Regions from separate parts of the Capra hircus genome. Here regions 1 and 2 are each linked to region 3. A link is a contact called in public Hi-C data. All regions are on one chromosome and are shown on one strand. The core of a region is the stretch at or near the end of the contact, and the rest is flanking DNA. Distances in the headings are between cores, read along the strand shown.

What was found. Hi-C and Micro-C count contacts between places; a contact is called where the count stands out from the background.
Region 1: a contact with region 3 is called in a Hi-C map of blood, with 3 times the contacts expected there. The contact joins the enhancer-like site here to the promoter of MAPK13 in region 3. A contact is called at or near these places in 2 of 5 Hi-C or Micro-C datasets (both in blood).
Region 2: a Hi-C map of blood shows a contact between it and region 3, with 2.2 times the contacts expected there. The contact joins the enhancer-like site here to the promoter of MAPK13 in region 3. A contact is called at or near these places in 3 of 5 Hi-C or Micro-C datasets (all in blood).

Annotation. Positions count from the first base shown.
Region 1 is chr23:38,486,008-38,488,707 of ARS1.2, forward strand. PNPLA1 (patatin-like phospholipase domain-containing protein 1) reads right to left here. Exons shown (of 10, transcript XM_018039266.1): 9 at 1,452-1,557; 10 at 1-760. The coding sequence ends at 710. Among named protein-coding and RNA genes, the nearest start is that of C23H6orf222, 23 kb to the left of the region's middle. Within about 2 kb of position 1,419, at least 1 of the 5 cell types and tissues checked has an H3K27ac peak or open chromatin away from gene starts, as enhancers often do.
Region 2 is chr23:38,416,525-38,419,281 of ARS1.2, forward strand. No RefSeq gene overlaps it. Among named protein-coding and RNA genes, the nearest start is that of PXT1, 40 kb to the left of the region's middle. Within about 2 kb of position 1,462, at least 1 of the 5 cell types and tissues checked has an H3K27ac peak or open chromatin away from gene starts, as enhancers often do.
Region 3 is chr23:38,661,391-38,664,101 of ARS1.2, forward strand. MAPK13 (mitogen-activated protein kinase 13) reads right to left here and starts at 1,293. Exons shown (of 12, transcript XM_018038788.1): 1 at 1,086-1,293; 2 at 95-224. The coding sequence starts at 1,204.

The DNA of each region.
Region 1 (2,700 bases), core at 169-2,668, 180 kb before region 3:
GGCTGGAGCCAGAGGTTATCCACAAGCAGTGAGTTAATTTTATTTTATTTTTCTGGACAGGCTGTAAAAATTGAAGTTAAAGGCCTCTTTCTTGTGGATCGTTTTCACTGAGGTGTGAACAGCAGACAGAGTCTGCCCTCATCTGGGCTGGGAAAGGGGAGGGGAGGGCACACACGGCCTCCCATCCCCTCTGTCAGCACAGCAGGACAGGGGATTCCCGTGAGTGGCTGAGATGGAGTCCGCTGGTTCCAGGTCAAGCCTTTTGTGTATTGTGTGAACAAAAAACAAACAGCAGAAGAAGATGTGGTCTCTTGACACTGCAGGAAACAGGAAAGGGTGTCCGTGGCTCAGCTCTGCCTGACCCCCGACAGTTTTGCCCCGTGGATGACCTCCTGGGAGAGGACGAGGGTCTCCAAGAAGCAAACTCAGGCTGGCTTGGGAGGAGGACTCAGAGCCCAGCTGCCTGGGAGGAGGCTGTGCTGCCCACTCTTACTGTCTGTTCTGACATCCATCTGTCTGTCCAGAGCAGAGTAGCGGAAGGACCAGAGGGAAGCTGGGAGGATGTTTAGACCAGAAGGCTCTTGCCTGGGGGAAGCAGGATCCTTTACCCCAACAGGCTTGGTAGTGGGTGGGACCCCAGTCCTTGCAAGGCCTGGGGTGAAAGGAGGGCATCTGAGAACAGTGAGGAGAAGGTTCAGCCTCGCGAGCGTCAGGTTCTCTCCCGTTTCAGCTCAAGTTTCCTCTCTCGGCTCACAGTTTCCTAGAAAAAGGACACAAATTCATCATCGCCAAGTCCCAAATCTAGTACTTCCCTCCCCTCATATCCACCGAGACCACTGCTCACACCTTCATATGCTTTGGGCATCCTGAGCAAATAGCCACACTGATATGTGGAAAGAGGAAATCTCAATTTGTATCAAAAGCCAGTTCAAGGGTTTCCTTTGTTATACAAGTGGTCTTCTGCAAAAGCAGAGTTCCATTTGCAAAGCAGGAGTTGGTGGAAGCGCGTTTGCCGTATTTTTTGACTTACAAAGTCTGGTTGATATCTGGGTTTTCAGGAAGAGGTGGAGTGGTCTGCAGTATGCTGAGCACAGTTGTGTGGACTGCGTACTGCACAAGCATGTGCTGCCAGTACAGAAGGGCGGGCACGTCACAGGCGTGTTTATGCGGCCATCCGTGCAGTTTTCAAGCAGTCGGTAATCAATTGCTCAAAAAAAATCAGCACGTTACAACAACTTTCCAGCAGGTGGCAGTCACGTTCTCAAGGAAAGGGTGCTCTTGTCTTGGTGCACAAGGCATTCTACAGGCTAGTGTTGGCCTTGACCCTGACCAGGAAGAGGCAGGTGGGGGCAGAAAGAAAGATGGGCTGACGGGCCTCAGAGGTCACCACAGCGTCCCGGCACAGGACCGGCAGTGGCTGGCCCCCAGGGACACCCTGGGGCGTTCCACACCTCAGGGCAGCTGTATTCCTGCATGCGGCTGGGATGAGGCTTGTAGGCGACCCAGACTGTCTCGGAGGTGGAGATCAGAGAGAAGTCAAGTGGGCAGGGGGCAGACCTGGATGTGAGAAGCCGAGGAAGCACATGTGAGAGGAAACGAGACCAGAAGGGGGAACTGGGAATCCTGATTTCCAAGCCCTCTTCCACTTGCTGTGTGACCCTGAGCCAGTCACTTGCCCTCTCTGGGAAACGGCAGGGAGACACCTGCAGAACTCATCTTGGAGAAATGCTGGGATGTGGGTTTGGGGTACTCATGGATAATTTTCAAATCTGACTGTGTCATTCTGTTGTTTAAATCCTCTCATGACTCCCCAGCAACACAGACGAAGTTCAGCCTCTAGCATGGCACCCAAGCCAGACTGACCTACCCTTTGCCATGTGTCCGAGTGCCTCTCCAGGCCTCTTCCTGCCCAAATGGAGGAGCTACACTAGACCCTGTGACTTCTGACTCTCACTCCAGCGCTCCTTCTACCCTGGAGGCTGGGCCCTGGCGACAGATGCAGATCTTGGCTCTGCCATCTACCAACTGTGTAACTTTGGGCTTGTCACTTAACCTGTCTGTGCCACAGTGCTTGGAATATAATAACTACTATGTAAGTTTTAGCTATTATTAAATTCACCTATTAAAATTTTTTCATTGGATTATCGTTGATTTCCAAGGTTGTATAAACTTACCTTTGAATAGGGGGAGGTTCCATAGTAACTCAAAGGAAAGGTTCTCTAATAGCGGAAATTTGGGGAGTCTGACAGACTTGGTCTGTGGTTAAGAACCTGCTTGCTTGTGCACGGGACACAGGTTTGATCCCTGGCCTGGGAAGATCCCACATCCTGCAGAGCAGCGAAGTCGGTGCACTGCAAGAACCAAGCCCAAGCTCTAGAGCTCGTGAGCCGCAACAACTGAAGTCTGAGTGCCTTGAGCCCATGCTCCACACGAGAAGCCACCACAGTGAGAAGCCCGTGCATTGCAACTAGAGAGTTCCCCCGCTTGCTGCAAGTAGAGAAAGCCCACACACAGCAACAAAGACCCAGTACAGTCAAAAATAAATAAACATTAAAAAAAAAGGATGTGAGTAACAATCAGCAAGCCGGATCTCCTCCTTTTCCACCTGCAGCCTGTAGGCAGTATTTCAGCTTCTCAATCTGTCTTTCTACTTTGAGGCCAGTTATACATCCTGAGTCAGATGACCACTGAACTTTTACT
Region 2 (2,757 bases), core at 212-2,711, 240 kb before region 3:
TCTCCAATGCATGAAAGTGAAAAGTGAAAGTGAAGTCGCTCAGTCGTGTCCGACTCTTAGCGACCCCATGGACTGCAGCCTACCAGGCTCCTCCGCCCATGGGATTTTCCAGGCAAGAGTACTGGAGTGGGGTGCCATCACCTTCTCCGGCAAGCCATGAGGCCTGGCCAAAAAATGAAAAATGAGCAAACAGAAAACAACCAGTCACTAATTTAGTTACTCATCAGCTTGAGGTCACCTCTGTCATCTTCAATCTCCCTCTCCCCCCACGCCCACTCATCTCTGTATCCAAAATGGAACTTGAGGTTGATGTTCAGGTCAGAAAGCCCAGCCGCTGCTGATCAACAGCGTCATCAGGCAGCAGAGCTAAGGGCAGAATATTGTAATTCACTAAGTCTTTTGTGCTCTCCAGGCAGGATGATTCCATCACTGAGGCCTAGATAAAAACCCCCTTAAAACTCAATTCTGTGTTAAAGATGTGTTCTGTATAACAAAGCCATTGTTACTTTCACGAGTGGGCACTTGCAGAGAATAAGGTAAAGTGGTTATAAAATTTCTGCCAGAAGTAGCTCTGCGAAAGGCTCCATTTATGTAAAAACTCATGCCCATGCTGGAGAAGACGCCTGACTGCTACAGCATTGTCTGCGGCAAGTGGAGAAGAGAAACCTCTGGCCACCAAGTCGTCATTATCCTTTAATTTCTTAAATTTTTTCTGACCCCCAATATTATCATCATCTAAATAAAAGTTGACTCACTGGACACTTCTTAACAACAACAAAATGCCCAAGCCTTGGGGAGTGTTGCTAAAACAGAAAGGCATGTCTCTTCTGATTTTTAACATCATCACCATTTCAATAAAAGTTATCCCAGCAAACACAGCTCCAAAGAAAAGCTTACGTTTGGGGGTGGCAAGTGGGGAGAGAAGGTTGAGGTCTGGAGGTACAGTGGGGAGGAGGGCCTTCTGGTCCGAGGGGTCAGGGACAATGTGGGGTGCAGGGCAGGCTGCAGAGGCCCATCCCTGGCGAGGGCAAAGGGGTCCCTGAAGCTCGTGCTGGGGTCAGCCTGGCTCACTCAGACAGGGAAGCAGATCAGGACTGGGGGTGAGACCCTGAGAAGGTGAGGAGAGAGCCCTCTCTTTCTCATTGGTTCTGTATCTAACCAGTGAGGAACGCAAGCGGAAACTCCCAAGAGCAAAACCTGCACATAACCTATTTCATGCGGTAAGTGATGCTCTGAGGATAAAAAAACTATCTGAAGCCCATTCACAGGGAGCCTTCACCCAACAGACTTTCCTGAGAGGTGCAGTCCCAGGTCCCGTACTGGGGGCTCTGCTGCACCCCGTCGCTGGCCCCTGACAGCTAGATCCAGGCTTGGGGTGGCCCACTAAGTAAACCTGTGCTCTTTCCTCAGGAATGAAGTGAAACCAGGAGAAATCGTGAGAAGAGCAGCCGGTGCAAGATGGGGGCTCGTTCTCTGTGGTTCACCACCCAGAGCAGAGCCTGGGGCGGGAGCTGGGGGTGAGCGGAATGAGGCTCACCTCAGATGGGGCTGCACCGACCCACTGCGCTCAGACGTTTTCACTTTTGCTCACCTTAAATGAAATCTCTGTGGTTAAGGCCAATGCACGAAGCTCATCACAGCTCCTACCAGCTACTGCAGAGGCCTTTGACTGATAATAAATGATACTGTAAGATAATAGATAATATACACTTTGGTAGACAAAATCTTTCAGAACCTGATACCCATGGAGCAAAAATATAGAGGGTTTTTTTTTTTTTTTTAATGACGGGGGTGGGGTTTTATGGGTGGTTTCGTGGAGGCTCATGCAGAACTGAACTCAATTTGGGAATTTTACTTCTAGGCAAAGATAATTCAGGGTCATTCCCAAATATAAAGATGAGCAGAATGAACAAATGAGCCTCCTCCTCACCTCCCCCAACACCCCATCTCCATGCCGCCGCCCCCACTCCCACTTCCCCCAAGTAGCTTCCCAGTTTGTCATCCCGGGAATCTGGAATAAAGTTTGGGAAAGAGGTGTTCCCTTCAAATCCAGGCACGTGCTCAGAACTCCTGAGTCCTGTTAATAAGTCCTCCCTGTAACAGTGACCTCTCTGATAGATGCCTGTGCCTGGCCCAGTGCAGCCCTGCCCCCCTGCGCCCCCTCACCTTTCCGAGCTCTCACTGTGGTTCTGAAATGGTTGGAAACTGGCTTCACTGTTTAGGATTCCAGGGACACTCAGGCTGTAGGCTTCTCTCCCTGGAAGGGCCTGCAGTTTAAACCCTTGTCCACCAGGTGGCGCAAAGCCTCTTGTGTTGGTGTTTGGGTCACGAATCTGCAGAGTGTTCTGAGACAAAAGGCCTGCCTTCTCCTACCAAGATGTATGTAACTCTCCAACTCAGGTGTGCTCTGTAAGGAGACATCCAGCCCCCGCTTGAACACTTCCAGTGATGGGGCGCTCACTACCTCTCAGGGCAGAGTTAGTAGCAGGAGGGAGGGTGGAACTGCAGGCACCAGAAAGCTACCTGTTCAAGGATGTCACTTCTCCTTTCCCAGCCAGCCGGGCAATGGTGTTTGCAATTCCTAGCTTCCCAGGCTCTTTCCTGGGAATAACTTAACTCCTTTTCTTATCACCTTATCTTTGAGTAGGTCACCAACTCGCTGAGCAGAGGCCCAGATGAGACCTGTGTGGGGCACATGCCTCCCTACCTTTGACCCACACCCTCAGCCGCTGATTAGGAATCAAAAGGACTGAGCTC
Region 3 (2,711 bases), core at 43-2,542:
GCATGTGCACACACACGGAGGGGCTGGTCAGGACCCTCTCTGGGGCTGCCCTCCCGTCCCTGCCTCCCCGAAGCAGCCCCCAGGCCCAGCCTACGTTCTCATGCTGCATGTGTTTCAGCAGCAGCAGCTCCCGATAAGCCCGCTTGGCAAAGATCTCGGACTGGAAGGGCCGGCTCAGCTTCTTGATGGCCACCTTTTCCCCTGACCGCTTGTCGATGGCTGAGCTGTAGGGTCAAAGGCAGGTCAGCAGGGAGCACGCCCCCCCACCCCCAGCCCCAGCCCAGGGGCAGGCAGGGCTCCAGACCCTGGGTGGCATCTGCCAGGCCATCTGGGGAGCCACGGCCATCCTCACCCCAATCCCTCTGGGCCAGCAGCCTAAGCTGGGAGGAGCTGATGCCCACCACCGGGAATGTGAGTGAGTTGCTGAAAGCACAGTGGGACTGGGGGAGCGAGGAGGGAGCAGGCAGGATCTGAGAGAGGTGCCCTGCACCAGGGTCAAACACAAGTTAATATCAACAGGATCCCAAACAACTTGGCAAGTCACTTCTTGTTTGCCCAACTGTGTACCCATGTGTATTAAATAACAATCAATCGGGATTCAGCCAGATGAACTCTGGGGTCCCTTGTAAGTCCTGGAGAAACAGATTCAGTCCTAATTCAACCCACAGAGACCCCCCAGCAAGCAGGTGAGAAAAGCGAACTGGCGCCTGGGGCGACCCCATGGCCAGCCTCCACAGCCCGAGGCTGCTACTCCACTTCGAGGTCCAGTTGCTGCCTCCTCCAGTCCCAGGGCTCAGCCTGGCAAAAGCACCCGCAAAAGTCTTCCCAACCCGCAGGACTCTGGGCCTTGGGGTCCTTGATCAAAGGTGGTGGGGGCACAGCTCCGCGCGCCCAGCAGGTGAGGGCCCCCGGATGCGGATCCGGGAAGCAGATCCGGGGTGAGGGTGGGCATTGGTCTGGCTCTGGCTCTTGCGGAGGCCCCGCCCGCGTCCCGGTGCCCGGGCGCCCACCAGCGGCCTGGCCCGGTGCCCCGGGCGCCCCCGACGCCCCCGTGTCGCGCAGGCGCGGGGGAGGGGGTGTCTCACCACACGGAGCCATAGGCCCCGCTGCCTATGTGCGTCAGGGACACGTAGGTCTTGGGCAGCTCCCAGGCGGTCTTGTTGACGTCCTGCTTGTAGAAGCCCTTTTTCCGGGTGAAGCTCATCCCGGGCACTCGGTGTCGGCGGCCCCAGCGCGGTGGCTGCGCTCGCGGCCCGCCGGGCTCCCAGCACCTGGCCCCCGCCCGCGGTGCCCGCCCAGGCCTGCCGCTCCTCCCCTGCGCGAGGGCGGGTCCCTGTCCAGGCCACGCGGCCCACCTGCCGGCGCGCCCAGGTGCGCTGCGCGGCCCCGCCCGGGCCTGCCCGGCCGCGGCTCCCGGGAGCCCCGGGCTTCCGCCAGGGTCCGAGTTCGGAACCCCGGCCACAGACCCGCGCGAAGCGGCAGGTGCGCCGCGGTGCAGGGGATGGGGTGCGGGGGGCTTCCCGCCGGGTGCTGCGGTCGGCCTGGGGGCCCATTTGCCTTAGGGGCCCCCACGGAAGGCAGAAGGCAGGAAGACAGCCTCCCAGCTGCTGCCAGCGGAGGATTCTGTAGGAAGATCTCGGAGATTTTTAAGACAATTTTGGGGGAACAAAACCCCACAAAAGCCCATAACTTGTTTGGTATGGGAAGTTTCAAACATACGAAAGTAGCCAGTGCTTCTCACATTTGAATGCGCACACGAATCCCCGGTGTATTTCCTTGATTACAGATCCTCGTTCAAGAGATCCGGGGTGGAGCCAAGATTCTGCATTTCTCCCCAGCTCCTAGGCCCAGGGATCTCTGAATCACATGTTGATAAGCAGATTCTAATGACCCTGCATAACCCCAACTTCGAACCCCACAGCTTCAACAAGTACATCAACTCTTAGTCAATTTTGTTTCCTCTACATACTTCCTCCCCCATTGTTTTGAAGCAAAACCAGGCATCCTATCATTTCATCTGAAAATATATTTTCGTATCTCTAGAAGATAAGGATTGTTTTAAAAACACAACTACAGTATCTTTTTTACACCTAGAACGAATAACAGTAATTCTGTAATATGAACCATCCGGCCTAGATACACATTTCCAGTTTTGAATGAGCTTTTGCTGGCTTCCCACTGCCCTGTGAAGGCAATGACAAGCCTTCGGCCACCTGTGTCTGGGTGGTTTGTGCATCCTGAAGAAGATTCTGGGCTCAAATTAAATCACGGAGACCTCCCACGAACAGGGTCAGCGGCAGAGAATGGCTGCAGGAGGTCCAGATGCCTGACCTGGCTCGGCTGACCCCTTGCTGGCCTGGGAATTGGGTTGTGGACCGAATGAAGATGCTGCGCTTCAAAGCCAGGGAGCTCCCCCTAGGGAGTCTTCAGAACCCAAACCCTGTGCCACAGCCCCACACAGTCCTGTGGCATCAGACCCTGGGGGGCGTGGGGGAGGGAGGTGCTGGGATCCCACAGAAATGCCCAACAGGCATTGCGGGCGGGGGATCTGTCTTACGTGCGTCGGTCACACAGTAGGCTGTGAAAAACTGTATGGAGAATGAGTGGGAGAGTCAGCCCATCAGAGGTGAAAAAAATATTTATCTGATGAACACTTAACTTATGTTTGCCGTGTACCAGTCATTATTCTAAGTGTTTTACATACCCAACTC